Regions from separate parts of the Mus musculus genome. Here all the other regions are linked to region 1. Evidence: chromatin contacts called from public promoter capture Hi-C data. All regions are on one chromosome and are shown on one strand. The core of a region is the stretch at or near the end of the contact, and the rest is flanking DNA. Distances in the headings are between cores, read along the strand shown.

Region 1 (3,468 bases), core at 571-3,070:
ACATGCTTTAACCCTCCTTAAATAAAAGCATACAGATATGACTCTCAAAAGGTGCGTTAGAAGCTCTAGGAAGAAAAAGTGCCGTTGCTCTTCTCTCCCCACATTAAAACCCAAACACAGAAACCATTAAGCAAGCAGCAGTCACACAGCGCACTGCTTTAAACAGAAAGCACAGAAAGCTTAGTCCTTAAAAAATGTTATCTACTGCTTGGTGATAATTTTCTACACACAATAAAAACAGTGTTTTTACTGAACTGTCCTTTATCTTTTCCTTTTCAGTATCTCTATCTAAAACACAATTATCCGTTTTTAAAGCATCAAATTTCCCCGAATACAAAACGACTCATAGATTGGTCATTTCATAATAGATGCGAGCTGAATACTATGAAAACAAGTAATATCAGCGGTTACAAATCCAGAAAAAACGATGGAGGAAGAAAACATCAGTCATTGTTTTTCCCCCGCAGGTCATTAATTAACAGGGGACACCCCTTTATTCATTTTCATTCAGTAGTTCACTGTCTGGGCCAAACCCCAAAGCTAGGGGGGAAGGGGGGGCAGAGAGGAAGCCCCGCATGGAAGCCTTGGTTTTTTTTTTTTGTTTTGTTTTGTTTTGTTTTGTTTTAATCCAGAACTGGAGACTGTCTTTCATTGCTGTGGTCACTGAAACCAGCCAACATAAGTGTCCCAACAGTCAACTCAATTTGCTCTTTCTCCAAGAATTTCCTCATCAATCCTACAAAACAGTAAACACTTCGGGGTATCTATTTCACCCAACGACATAGTTCACACTACCCGTGAACAACTTTTCACTTAAGTTTTAACTCCTTTCGTGTCCCTAAACGCCATCCTCAGCAAAGCACTGTTTTCCTTTACCAGCCGGCTCATCCCCAAAGAACGACGCTAAAGCCCCACTTACTATCACCAACCGACTTCTAGGCCCTGGCAACAACTGCTTGGCAGCACCCACTGATACATACCTAAAAGGTATTCACTTCCGATTCACAATCCCTACTCTTCAACTCAGGAGTCCTCTTATTTCGGTAGATTCTAAACTTCCTACGGTTATGTACCTAATTTCCATCCATCTCCCATACAAGCCTGAGTCTTCCTCCCAGACTACAAGGCACCGAGTCCGGGCAGGTGTACACTAGACAGCTGGCCCATCTCTGTCCCCAAACAGACCTCCAGGGTCGCCCTTTCCGCTGTCCTCCAGCCTTCTTCCACTCTGACAGTCTTCCACTGTCCAGGGACCTCGGCATCCCCCAAAGCCTGTCCCTCTATGAGCCCGCTGGTTTTTCCCTAGATCTCGCTGACCTCTCTCCAGGTAAGCCGGGGACCCCTCGCCCCAGCAGGCCCCACCTGCGGGTCCTGGATCCCCCAACACCAGCTAGGAGTGTTGCCAGCCTGCGACGTTAAAACATAAACAGCTCCTCTTCCCAAAAGCCACCGCCGTCCTCGAGCCGTCCCCGGCCAAATAAGCTCACCTGAGCTCTGCCCGGAGACCCCCAGTTCACCCCCGCCTCCGCCATCTTCAGGGACCGGCCCCCGACCTACTCCCCTCCCACAGCTCCGCCTGAGCCGCACTGCGCCTGCGCCGCCCGGCGGCTTCACGCTGACGGTAGGGGCAGAGGAGCTTCCGGTTGCCTCTGCGCGCACTGCCTCCGCTCTGCGGAGACGGGGCAAAAGGACTTCCGGTGTGCCGGGCACTCCGGGCTGGAAGGAGGTGGGGACCCTGTCTGGGAGGAGGAGAGGCTGCGAAATCAGCTGTTGTTGGTGCCCTCGGGAGTCAGAGGTTCTGGATGGGCATCTGGACTCTGTGGGCGGAGTGAGGGACTCGTGCGCGCACGCACGCGCAGCCCGAGACTCCACCCTCTGCGTGGGCCGCAGTTGCCAGCCGGGTGACAGGCTCCACGGTTGTCGCCTGCAACTTCTTCCCGCCTTGGAGTGTGCCTCAGTATCCTTTCTGAATACGGATTAAAGGCAGCTCTTTGCATCAGCTCTCGAGAGACTTGGGTCAAAGACCAAGCAACACAAAACCTTATCACCTCTGTTACTGTCAAAATTTGACTTAAAGCGCTTCCTTCTTGAGACAGGGTCACACAGTGTATGTAGCCTTAGCCGGTCTGAAGCTACCCAGGTAGACCAGGCAGACCTCGAGAGCTACTTGTCTCTGCTTCCTCAGTGCTAGGATCAGAAGTGTGCGCCACCACGCCCAGCTAAGACCTTCCTTTTAGAACTGGAAACCATAATTAAGAGAATGGATAGTGTGCACGTTGGAGATGGTGCAGATGAGCTGTTGTTTTGGATGGAAAATGGTACAGAGAAGTTTTGTTTTCTTTATTCCTTGAAGATTTTAAGGACTTGAAGTTCGAGTGGGGAAGTGGAGTGCGAATCCGGGAGATGTGTCAGGGAAGTGGGGAGTAAATATAAAAATGCATTGTATGAAGTCCTTAAGGACTCTTTTTTTTTTTTTTTAAAGAAAAATTTCATACATATACAATACGTTTTGATCATTTTTCCTGCCCACCACTACATTCCTCTACAGAGTGTTTTTAAAGGCTAATAAGTGGCTTGATTACCACCTCTGGGCTGTTCACTATATCATCTTTTGGGGAGCTTAGCCAAAAATATATTATGCTTGTGGTCTGATTGCATTGGTCTTAAGGAGAGTTTTGTAGGAACTATGGGCCTAAAGTAATTGCTATAATTTAGCAAGAGAATGTCATTTGGTTAAATGCCTTTGTTTTCATTTACTTTGAACTAACAATCAGATGCATCTTTAACAGTTTCTGATCATTTTATCAACACATTTATTTCTTAAAAATAAGAGAAACTAAACTTGGACCAAAAGACTCAGCATGTAATAATATGGCTTTTCATGTATTTCTAATGGTTTTTGTCTAGCTAATCTTAAATTTAATTCCTGCAGGTTTTTATGCATAGTAATTGAAAGCCTAGGCTAATTATGCTGCACAGATGAAGAGTTTTATAAGGAAAAATAAAAATACACATGGGATAACCCATATTATCCATGATATGATATTTTTGTCAACTTGGCAGGATTGAGAATCGCTATGGGAATACCTCTGGGTGTATGTCTGAGGGATGTTTCTAGAAACATTTCAGGAAAGAAGGAAGGAAGAAGCACATGGATGTGAGCAGCCCCAATGGGGTCAAGAGCTGAATAAAAAAGAGAAAGCTCACTGAGCATCAACACTCCTCTCAGTTTCCTGTTTCTTTCCTGTCTCTTCAGTCAGTGTGACCTCACTCTCGCCTCCATGCCTTAGCTATGGTGATGGCCTGTGTCCTTCCTTAATGGGAGCCAAAATAAACCCATCCTCCCTCAAGTCCTTTTGCCAAGCATTTGTTTTTCACAGCAACATGAAAATCCAGAACAAACTGATGTCAGGGTATGACTTAAGAGGGCGGTGAGATCATATTTATTTTGGCTTACTTTAAAGTTGG
Region 2 (3,468 bases), core at 633-3,132, 4.2 Mb after region 1:
GAGGTTCAGTCCATTATCATCAAGGCAGGAGCATGACAGCATCCAGGCAGGCATGGTGCAGGAGGAGCTGAGAATTCTACCTCTTCATCTGAAGACTGCTAAGAGAATACTGACTTCCAGGAAGCTAGGGAGAGTGTTTTAAAGCCCACCCCCACAGTGACACACCTACTCCAAGGCCACATCTCCAAATAGTGCCACTCCCTGGGCCAAACTTATTCAAACCACTACAGTATGCTTAATCATTTGTTCTTAACTGAATGACCAAGCAAGTTGTGTTTGTTTGTGTGCAGGAGTGTACAGACAGAGGCCAGAGACCATTAGGTATCCTGCTCTGTCACTCTCCTTACTCCTTACTGAACCGGAAGTGTCTGGCAAGTAGCAAGACAGATCCTTCCATCTCTGCCTCTCATCGTGCTGGGGTTGCAAATGTGCACATGACCAAGCCCAGCTTTTTACATGGGCGCTAGGGATCTAAACTCAGGACCTCATGCTTGCACAGCAAGGACTTTTGTCCACTAAGTTATCTCTCCTGTTCCAGCAGTGGGTTTCTCAGTGACTAGAAGTGTTTGATGCCAGGAGTTTTTTAGAATCCGACCAGATCACAAAATGTCCATCTTAATTTTAGTCATAAGACTTTGTAGACAAAGTTAAAAGAGAAGGATGAAACACAGTGACTACATGAGAAAAAAATATTTCCTTGCCTCATTTGATAAAAATGCTAACAATGCAATTGTGGCTACAGAAGCCTTAAGTCTCGTGTTAATCTAAATATAAATCAGGATCCTGGCCAATTTTTCAATTTTATGGGAGCTTCAATACCCATAAAACAAAAACCCATGGTTAGCATCTGTGGAGGTCTTATGTGTCACAGGCTGAACTGATTTGTTTGAGAATGTATGTATACTGGGTGTAAACATACAGCCGAGGCACTCACATGGTTTTATGGCTTTGTTTTTGTTTTTTTCTTCCCATAAAAAAAGTGAGGGCCAGGGAGATGAATAACCTGGTCTACAACTTCTAACTGCAAGAATGAAGCTCTAGTTTACGGACAAAAACGATCTAGGAATCCAACGGGGCGCCAAGCTACACTGCCTGATTTTAGAAAGGGCTACTGGAAAATGCTTGCTTAAACACTGGAAGAAATGGTGCAGTCAGCTTTCGCTTCAGGGCGGGGCAGTGGGGAAGTCTGGCAGCCTTGCCAGGGCTGGGTTCTCCCTCTTCTAGACATCCCCGCCCTCTCCGCTCTGTTCTCTTCCCTTCTCTGTTCCTTCGCGCCACTGTCACGACTCCAAGCCACAAGCCTGTTCAAGGCTGGCGTCCACACTACGGCAACAAGAACCAGGAAACGTGCCCTCCCCCGGTCCGAAGTCGCGTCCGGCGTGACGTAACCTGCGCGCCCGCAGTCTTTGGGCTAGGGGGCGGGGCCGCTGAAGCTGACTGGACAGGGGCGGGGACTGCCGGGCTGTCTGGGGGGCGGGGCTCTGGGCAGACCACCCAGGCCTAGGGTATGGATTGTCAACTGGGGGAGGAGGCAGAATGGACGCCGGGTGGACGAACTGAGAGCTGAGCTTGACCGGTTGACTCACTGAGTGATGGGGAGGATGTCACCTAGTTGGTGGACAAGCTGGGGGCCTAGAGTCTCCAGGATGGGGTCCAGGGTACCCGGAGCGGTTCCTGTCTACCGGGATGCGCTGCCAGGTTCGCTACCCAGGGGCGGAGCTTGACTGGGATCTCGCCTAGCTAATTGCTCAAAGGGCAGCTCTAGGTGGTCAATAGGTCGGGGGTGGAGTCTGACTGGCTGACGGGCAGGAGGCGGGGCCTGCCGGTTGGCCAGCCGTGGGATGGGCTTGTTTGGCCAGCAGTGGGCGTGGCCTGGCTGGCTGACCGGCCGGGGGCGGGGCCTGGGCCGCGGCCGCAATCCGGGCCTCCAGGACTCTCGCTGCCAGCGCCGTCCGGTGGCCTGGGTCACTCCCCTCCGTCGGGGCCGAGTGCTGTGACAGCCGCGGCCTTGAGCCGAGGGGCAGCGCAGCTTCTTAAGTTGGGCTTGCTGTGGGGCACGATGCTGGGGTCTGTGCGTGCGGTGTGAGGCGGCGGCTCTGGGCGGCGGGCCGAGCCGGGGCCGCTCATGGTGCCGCCACGACTCCATCGAGGGGCAGGAAGGCCAGGTAGGCGGTGGGCCGGCGTCCGCGGCCAGGGAGGACGGGTCAGAGTTCTCACGCCCCTCACGAGGCAAGAGGCTGGGTTTTCCTCATGTCTTTCCCTCGCCAAGGGGCGGCTTCCCTGTGCCAGCTGTTTTCTGTCGTGACTGGGCGGGTGGGGAGCGAGGATGATCCTGGTTCTCACGTGAGGGGAGTGGACCCTCGCACATCACTTCCTGTCAGCGAGCTGAATCCCCTGGAGATGGGGGGGTAAGGACACGCGTGTCTAGACTGCCAGGGGCGGATGTCCTGAAGGGAGAATCTAGAGAGTTCTGTTTATGAGACTTCGAGGATCCGTTTACAGCACTCTTCAATGTGCCATATGTGGAATCTTCTTCTCTCTCTCTCGTTTTTTTTACCCGCCTGGTACCCAGGACCTCTTTGAGTATAACCTTTTATTTTTGGGGGGCTGGGAGGTGTCAGGTCGGGGACAGGTCTTAGGTATCCGAGACTGGTCTCAAAAATCACTTTGTAGCCAAGGGTAACCTTGAACTTCTGTCTTCTGCCTTACAGGCATGCACCAGCACACCAGGCTTATGGCCTGGTTCCGCACTCTACTAGCTGAGCGACACCGCTAGCATGGGATTTCTTGTTTGTATTTGTTTTGCTGTTGTTATTATTTTGTGACACAGTCTCATATGGCCCATGCTGGCCTTGAACTCAGTATGTATTCTGACTGACTTTGATCTTCTGATTCTCTGGTTTCCCCTCCCCCCACACCCCACACTTTCCAAGTGCTAGGATTATAGACACGTGCCACTGTGCCCAGTTTGGGAAGTGTTTGGGATGCAACCCAAGAACTCATGCATGCTAGGCAAGCATTGCACTACTAAGCTACATGTCCCCAGGGTGGCTTCTGTTGCATACATTTTGATAGTCCTTGAAGGTGAAGAGTGGAAAAGATGTGATTTTACACTTGAACTTTCCCTAAGCGTTATTTCTGTGGTGCTGTTTTAGGTGGGCTGAGTTCTTTACCTCCATTTGGACTGGGCTCTGCCCGCTTTGCAGGCATTGCATTTGAGGATCTCAGAGAAGCCCTTGCAACAAGGTAAATTCTCATGTTATCAGTAAAAAGCAGAGACTACTAGCAAATGTCTCTTGTTTCCTTGGGCTGGATTTCTAATTTTTATGTGGTTCTTCTCAAAGAGGCTCTAATGAGATCTCTGTTTTCTAAACTAACAGACTGCAAATGGTTTATGTGTTTATCATGAACCGTGTGAATTCCCAGAGCAGTGGTTTCAGTCAGCGCAGGCGAATGGCCCTGGGGATA
Region 3 (3,468 bases), core at 709-3,208, 4.1 Mb after region 1:
CTGACAGTGATTTCTAAAGCATGAAAGTACAACATAGCACTATCTGTCACTTCAATACAATACACTTGAAAAGTCCTATTCACTCTGGCTAATTCTAATTTTTAAAATGGCTCTAACATCCAACAACTGATCAATTAAACTACAAAAGGATAAACTTAAACACATACACAGAAACACTTCAGGGAGGTGACACTGGATTAAAAGAAAACCTAACTTTAATAAAATGTCAACTAAGAAAATACATAGAAATTCCAAGACTAGACTAGTGTTTTCCAAGAAAAAAAAAGTTTTCTGTTGTTTCCAGCTGCCTGACAAAATTACAAATAAAGGCAGAAGAGTTTTAACTAGTGTGGAGGGAAAGAAAAGGCATCGCTTAAATAACTGTGGTAGGGAGAATAAGAGGAAAAAGGTTGGCAACTATCCTCAAAACCACTGATGTATTTGGGGGATTCGAGATCAGACAGGCCTCTTCCTCCACCAAGGATTTCAACGTAGAACATAAAAAAATGTACAGTCTTCTCTCTAGGTCACTACCCAGAGCAAGTTGTAACTCTTGACAAGGTTCATTAATACAAAACCACTACTTTAAAGTCATTTTAGTCAACCACACTACTATCAGAAACAATTACTTTAAATCAAACACATTCCTTTATACCCCCTTTCAGTTTTCAAGACACAGTCACAAAACGAACGTGAACAAACGTTTAGGTTCCAGGGTGCGTCCCTTCTCTCCCCTCTGTCTCCCTCCGTGGACACACAAGAACATTTTTTTTTCTAGTTCAGACATATTGATACCTACCACTCATAATGTACTCTTTATGCAACCTGCTTAATTTTGAAAGTTCTAATAAGACGTGGTAACGTTCGAGACGAAAAACTACCTTATAAGGCTATAAAAGACGGAAAGCAGGAAGCGGCTTTGACAAAACTAAGGAAGTTGCAGCGCGCTTGCTCACCAAGGGACTTTTTTGAGGCAAGAGCTATAACCCCCGTGAGATCCTCCTCGCTGGAACTGACTTGGTTCAATGGGTAGTGGGAGATGGCTACGAATGGGTGTGGGCGGAAACCAGGCGGCGCGTGGGTCCGCTGCAAAAGCCCCCCATGCTAGCTTCCCATTTTCACAGCCTGGTTCGTCGCTCTCCCCACCCACACGCCCTAAGAGATCGAGAGTTGTCACCGCGATCTTGCAAAATCTGCAAGGAGCGCTTCTCTCTCTCTCTCTCTCTCTCTCTCTCTCTCTCTCTCTCTCTCTCTCTCTCTCTCTCTCTCTTTTCCTTGCTCCTAGGTCTGGAGGTCCTCGGTGGGTGCCCTGCTTCACAGGCAGCAAAGGGGAGAGAAGGGAAAGGACAGCCAGGTGGGCCAGACGGCCTCCTCGGAAAGGAAGGGCCTGGAAAAGATCTCTGTCCCGGGAGGCTCCCGGCACCACCCCTCGCCAGTCTGGCCGGCTCCCCCCATTCATCTCCCTCCTCCGCCCGTCCCCGGCCTCAGTCTCCCCCACCCCGAAGACCCGCCGTACCCCGTGCCACAGTCCACCACACAGGCCGGCAGCCGTCCCGCCATCTTCCTCCTCGCCCGCCGCTGCCGTCCGTTCCGTGCTGCTGAGAGGCCGGGGAGCTAGAGATGGGAGCTGGCTGACCATGCACCGGCCCGGGCCGCCCTCGGTCGGGAGGGAGGGAGGAAGGGAGGGAGCTGTGGGAAGCCCGAGCAGGAGCGAGTGAGCAGTCGGCTAGTACTTCCGCAAGCCCAGCAGGCTGGCCGGCCGGCAGGCTGGCTGTCCCCGCCCTACCCTGCCGCGGCCTCCTCCTCTACCCCTCCGCTCTCCGCCCTCCTCCTCCTCCTCCTCGCTCCCGCCCCCACCCTACAACTTCTTCCCCCTCGCACTGCCTTTCCGCGGGGAGCCAAGATGGCCGCCGCTGCCGACGCCCCGGCCAGGCCAGGCCCCAGGCCGCGATCGCTCCCACTTCCGGTTCCGGGTGGGAGGAGCGAGCACGCGCGCGCGTGCGTGCGATGTACTGTGCGGCCGCCCGGCCCCGGCTCCCTTCCGGATAGCCAGAAAGTCCACTTTGGGTTTTCAAATAGCTGGAAGCCCAGAAGCCAAGCTGAGCTTGAAGGGGGTCCAGAAGCGGCTACGCATGCGCAGTGGCGCGCAGCTGTGGGTCGCGGCTCCGCTTCCGACTTGCGAAGATTCCAGTTCGCATTTTCTGGCCGGTGGCAGCCCAGAAGTCAGGCAGTTATTTAGTTAGGAAGCTGGCTTTTGGTGGTGGTGGGTGTTGAGTGTGTTTCTTCTCTGCTAACTTGAGCCATGGGCAGGAGGCTTTCTACTGTGGGGTGAAGGGCTAATTGGAAACGTGGTCAGCGGCATGTCCCCATAATCGCTGTAGGTGAGCAGTCAGAAAAGGGATGTGTCCTGAGATTTATGTCAGTTATACTATTGCATTGTAGTTTGCAAGCTCCCCAAAATGGTGGGCCTTTGCTTTTAAGACAGGCAAGGATCCAAGACGTTAGGTTGAACAATAACAAACCCACCTTCTTCAGGGTTTGGGGATTCCTGTGTGTCTTCCAAGAAAGGCAAGTGTTGGATCAGTGACATGGCTTAGCAGGTAAAGATGCTTGCACTCACTAACCTGAGTTTGAGCCCTTGGAGATCCACATGCTGGAAGGAATGAAAAGACCCCCACAAGTTGTTCTTTGATTTTGCGCACATCCTCCCCCTCATAAGAAAATATAAAACAAAAATTAAAAAATCAAGTTTCCCAGAGGTTATGCTCTACATAGCCTGTACAAATGGCCTTTATTTGGGTTTTGGGGTGATGATAAACTTCTTTCAAGAGTAGTGAGATTATCTCCGGCCTTTAAGAAAGGCCAGTGTCCCAGAGGTTGTGTTCTACAAAATAGACTCTGTGCAGGTGGCCTCTATTCCGGTTGAAGTGACAATGAATTTCCTTCTGTGGAGTGCTGTTAACGTGATACCAACTTTTTCTAGTTGGAAAAAAAAAGAAAAAGAAAAAGAAAGAAAGATGAGAAAAAGATATGTATTTTTTTACATCACAGACTTAAAAAGTAATACTTTTAAAACTTGAATACATCAGAGTAACATAGAAAGCTTAAAGTATGTTGCTGGGTCATCTCCCAGGGGATTAGGCAAAATCAATGTGCAGTAGAACCTGAGAATTTACTTTCTCATCAGCAGGAACCTGGAAAGTTAATAGCTTTCCTTCCCAACAGGCTTGTCTTTTATTTATTCTTTAGCAATCCCATACATGTAAATGCTATATCTTGATTGAATTTACCCAGAACCTTCTCTCTGGCTCCCCTGGATATCCCAATGTATTCCTCCTCCTCCTCCTCCTCCTCCTCCTCCTCCTCCTCCTCCTCCTCCTCCTCCTCCTTTTCTCCTCTTCCTCTTCTTCCTCTTCTTCCTCCTCCCTTCCTGTCCCCTCTGATTTTCATTTATTTTTTGGTAATCTC
Region 4 (3,468 bases), core at 424-2,923, 3.0 Mb before region 1:
GCCTTCAGCCTAACCTCCATAGCCTTTACCCTCAGACCCATCTTGCCATTGATTGCCTTCCTCCTTTTGTAGGGACAGGGAGGGTCTCATGTATCGCTGGCTGCCTAGATGTTGGTTTACTCAGAGTTGGAAGTAGAAGCCAGAGCTTCATAAAAGGCAGGTAAGCTCTGTGCTGAGCCTGCACCTCCAGCCCCTCTTCCAGTGTTCCTTATGTCATAACATTCCCCAAAGGGGCTTAAGGAAGCCCCATCTCCCCAGAAGTTGCTCTCTTAGATAAAGGGCTTCTTTTTTTATCCACTGAGTCTCAAAAATATTTTGCTTAAAATAATCTTCAGACCGGGTCAGTAAGGTGGCTCAACAAGTAAAGGCACTTGCCACTAAGCCTGAGTCCCCAAAACCCATACCGTGGAAGGAAAGAACTACAGCAAGTAGTCCTTTGACCTAGACACATGCGATGCAGCACAAGGGTGCACACACCCATACTCACTGACAGGCATACACTACACACAAAATCAATCAACCTGTCAATCAATTAATCTATAAGTAAATAAACAAATGGAGAAAAGACAACTGTTTCAACATAAGAAACTCTTACAAGCTTCTCCTTTTGTTTTCTCAAAATTCCTATTGTGTTACCTAAAGAAACTTACTAGGGAACTCAAGAGATGGCTCTGTGGTCAAGAGCTCACAGTCCTTAATTCCAGTTCCAGTGTTCTGATGCCCTCTTCTGGCCACTGCAGGCACTGCACATATAGGGTACATATACAGGCAAAACACTCATCGCATAAAAATAAAATAAATGGGGACTAGACAAATAGCTCACAGTTAAAAGTATTTTCTGCTCTTCCAGAGGACTTGAGTTCAGTTCCCAGTACATTGGACATCTCTCAACAGCCTGAACTCCAAGTTCAGGAGATCCGACACCATTATTCTCTATGGTCATCTGAATTCCTGAACACATACCCACTCACAGACACAGGTGTATAATATCAAAAATATAAATAGGTGTTGGATTATGCTGTGGAGACTTCCATGATGAGGACTGGTGGAATTTCAAGTCCTGAACTTGAGAGACCTCGGGGACTGGTGGAATTTTTTTCTTGTAGGGCAGGGTCTGGCCACTCTCCCACTTTTGGATGGTTAGAAAACCATTAGGGACGTTGGAAAACATGCGGGGGTGGGGGGACTGGGGAGGTTGGCCACTGGATCTCCTCAGGCAGGGGCCTGGCCACTTTCCTGCTTGAGCGTTTACAAAGTTTACAAAAGGAGCCCACAGAGGGGAAGGCTTTTCCTGTTGCACGTTGGCATGAACAGGCAACGGGCATGGCTAATGTTTGAGACTTTAAATTTGTTTTTGAGTCCATGGAGCCCAGGCTGTCTTCGAACTATGTTTATGAGAATGGCGCTGAACTCCTGATCCTCCTGCCTCTACCTCCCAAGTGTTGGGATTACAGATGGGGGCAGGGGGCGTGGCTCCAGTCACATTTTATGAGGCACTGGGTTTCAAACCTAGGACTGAGAACAAGCGCTTCACCAACGGAGCCTTAATCCGATTTTAAATGTTTTTAGTTTGTGGCCAGTAGGTGGCGCTCGAGCTGCCTCAATTCTAGACACCGGGGCCTGCTCTTTTGCTACACTTCCGCCTCTACTTCCGCTTCCGAGACGCGAAGGAAACGTCACTTCCGAAGGCTCCGCGTGGATTGACTTGTTCGGGTTCTCCAGCATGGCTGGGTTAGCAGGCCCCGCGAAGCCGAGTCTGGCATTGAACCCGCAGGAAGACTCGCAGTTTGAGAAGGCTCTGACGCAGATCCAAGGGCGCACGAAGAAGGTGAGCGGCGCGGGGCGGCCGGGCTGGCTCGGGAGCCAACCTCTCACGGGCTGGGAGACGATGGTTCCAATCAGGGGACCGAGGCAGGTCAGGAATCGGTGTGAGGTGAAGGAGGAGGGGTACCACGTGTGGGAGCATGGCACCCCCAGATCTCAGAATGTGTTAAAGCTGCCACGCTTCCGCTTTGACCTGCAAAATGAGGGTTCATGGTCTACCGCAGCATTCGGAAGGTGTGTTATGTCCCCTTAGTTTGTAGTGCTTAGAAGACGGAGTAGACGTCCCGAAGCCCACGTCCTGGGAGGATCGAGAGTCAGAATACAGCTCAGGGTCAGAATTCAGAATAGGGCTTCAACCTGTCAACCTGTCGAGTTCAGTTTGTATGCAATGTCCCTAACGGAAGTTTATAGTCCCTTTGGTTTGCACCATGGAGTGCATTGGAGAGAACGACAGCTTTTCTTTTTTTATTGTTGTTGTCCTGGGGGTCTTTTGGGAGGGTCGCTTTTGTTACAGTGTCAGTATAGGGTTTATTGTAGCCCAAGCTCACCTCACATTTGCTGTGCAGTCGAGGTCTTGAACCCCCTATATCCACTTCATGAATACACTATAGGTCACCCGGTACCCTACCTGACAGGAAACAAGTTCTTGTTCTCTGGGGTCATAGTATGGTGATAGAGAAGGAGAGTCTGCACCATGAAGGTTAACAACCGGAAACAGTTAAGATTCGGTGTAATAAACTGCCAACTGCATTCGGAGTTGAAGGTCTTGGTTTCACAGTGTTACTCTGAACATGACAGACTGTTACTTGCTTGTCCATTTAGCTCTTGAACACATGTTGTGCTGACTGTTTTGTAGGGACAGGTGGGTGTGGACATATGTGTGCCTTGGTGTGCATCATGGTGCGTGCGTGTGTGGGAGTCTGTCTCTTGCAGAGTCTGTGGCTCTGTGTGATTGAACTCAGGCCTCAGCCTTGCTCAGCAAGTGCTTAAGGGAAGAGAGATACCAAACACGGAGTTTTTCAGTTTCTGCCCTGATAGAGTTATGAGTTTGTTCCTGGACCAAGGGGAAAGAATGGTGTTGAAAATTTGTTGCAGGCCAGGCAAGGTGACTTTTACCTTCAATCCTAGTGTTGGAGAGGCAGAGGCAGGCAGATCTCCACCTAGCCTCTGAAAGGACTTTAGGAAGCTGGGTGGCGGGGACACACACCTTTAATCTTAGCACTCAGGAAGCAGGGGCAGGTGGATCTGTGTGAGTTTGAGCCTAGCCTGGTCTACAAAGCTAGCTCCAGGACAGCTGGGGCTACCCAAAGAAACTCTGTCTCAAAAAAAAGAAAAAGACATTAGAATTAATTTACTCTGAGGTTATGGAATGGTAACATACTTTCGTTGAAAAATAAAGACCTTTGCAGGGCATGGTGATATAGGACTTTAATCTTAGCATTCAGCAGTTAGAGGCCAGCCAGGTCTACGTAGTGAGTTTTGGGCCAGCCAAGGCTCCATAGTGAGATCCGGCTCAGAAAAATGTGTATACGCACAAACGTTTTGGTGTAGTATGAGTTTGTATTTTTAAAATGTTTATCTGTTTTAGCCTCAGCAAAAGAAGAAAGAAAAACTTAACCGTGGAGTAGTTTATCTGGGCCACCT

The links. Promoter capture Hi-C pulls out the DNA fragments that hold promoters and counts their contacts. Capture Hi-C pulls out chosen DNA fragments and counts their contacts.
Region 2: a contact with region 1 is called in a promoter capture Hi-C map of pre-B cells. The contact joins the promoter of Slc35f5 here to the promoter of Insig2 in region 1. A contact is called at or near these places in 1 of 39 promoter capture datasets (pre-B cells) and 1 of 484 Hi-C or Micro-C datasets (Th1 cells).
Region 3: a promoter capture Hi-C map of pre-B cells shows a contact between it and region 1. The contact joins the promoter of Actr3 here to the promoter of Insig2 in region 1. A contact is called at or near these places in 3 of 39 promoter capture datasets (cranial neural crest, pre-B cells and second pharyngeal arch cranial neural crest).
Region 4: a contact with region 1 is called in a promoter capture Hi-C map of adipose tissue, with 3 times the contacts expected there. The contact joins the promoter of Nifk here to the promoter of Insig2 in region 1. A contact is called at or near these places in 4 of 39 promoter capture datasets (liver, maxillary cranial neural crest and pre-B cells), 3 of 484 Hi-C or Micro-C datasets (CD4 T cells, CD8 T cells and neutrophils) and 1 of 9 other capture datasets (adipose tissue).

Annotation. Positions count from the first base shown.
Region 1 is chr1:121,326,204-121,329,671 of GRCm38.p6, forward strand. It overlaps Insig2 (insulin induced gene 2), which reads right to left and starts at 1,821. Exons shown (of 6, transcript NM_133748.2): 1 at 1,488-1,821.
Region 2 is chr1:125,559,120-125,562,587 of GRCm38.p6, forward strand. Slc35f5 (solute carrier family 35, member F5) reads left to right here and starts at 1,883. Exons shown (of 16, transcript NM_028787.5): 1 at 1,883-2,165; 2 at 3,156-3,246; 3 at 3,381-3,468. The coding sequence starts at 2,126.
Region 3 is chr1:125,433,769-125,437,236 of GRCm38.p6, forward strand. Actr3 (ARP3 actin-related protein 3) reads right to left here and starts at 1,959. Exons shown (of 12, transcript NM_023735.2): 1 at 1,517-1,959. The coding sequence starts at 1,560.
Region 4 is chr1:118,320,170-118,323,637 of GRCm38.p6, forward strand. Nifk (nucleolar protein interacting with the FHA domain of MKI67) reads left to right here and starts at 1,674. Exons shown (of 7, transcript NM_026472.4): 1 at 1,674-1,828; 2 at 3,413-3,468. The coding sequence starts at 1,724.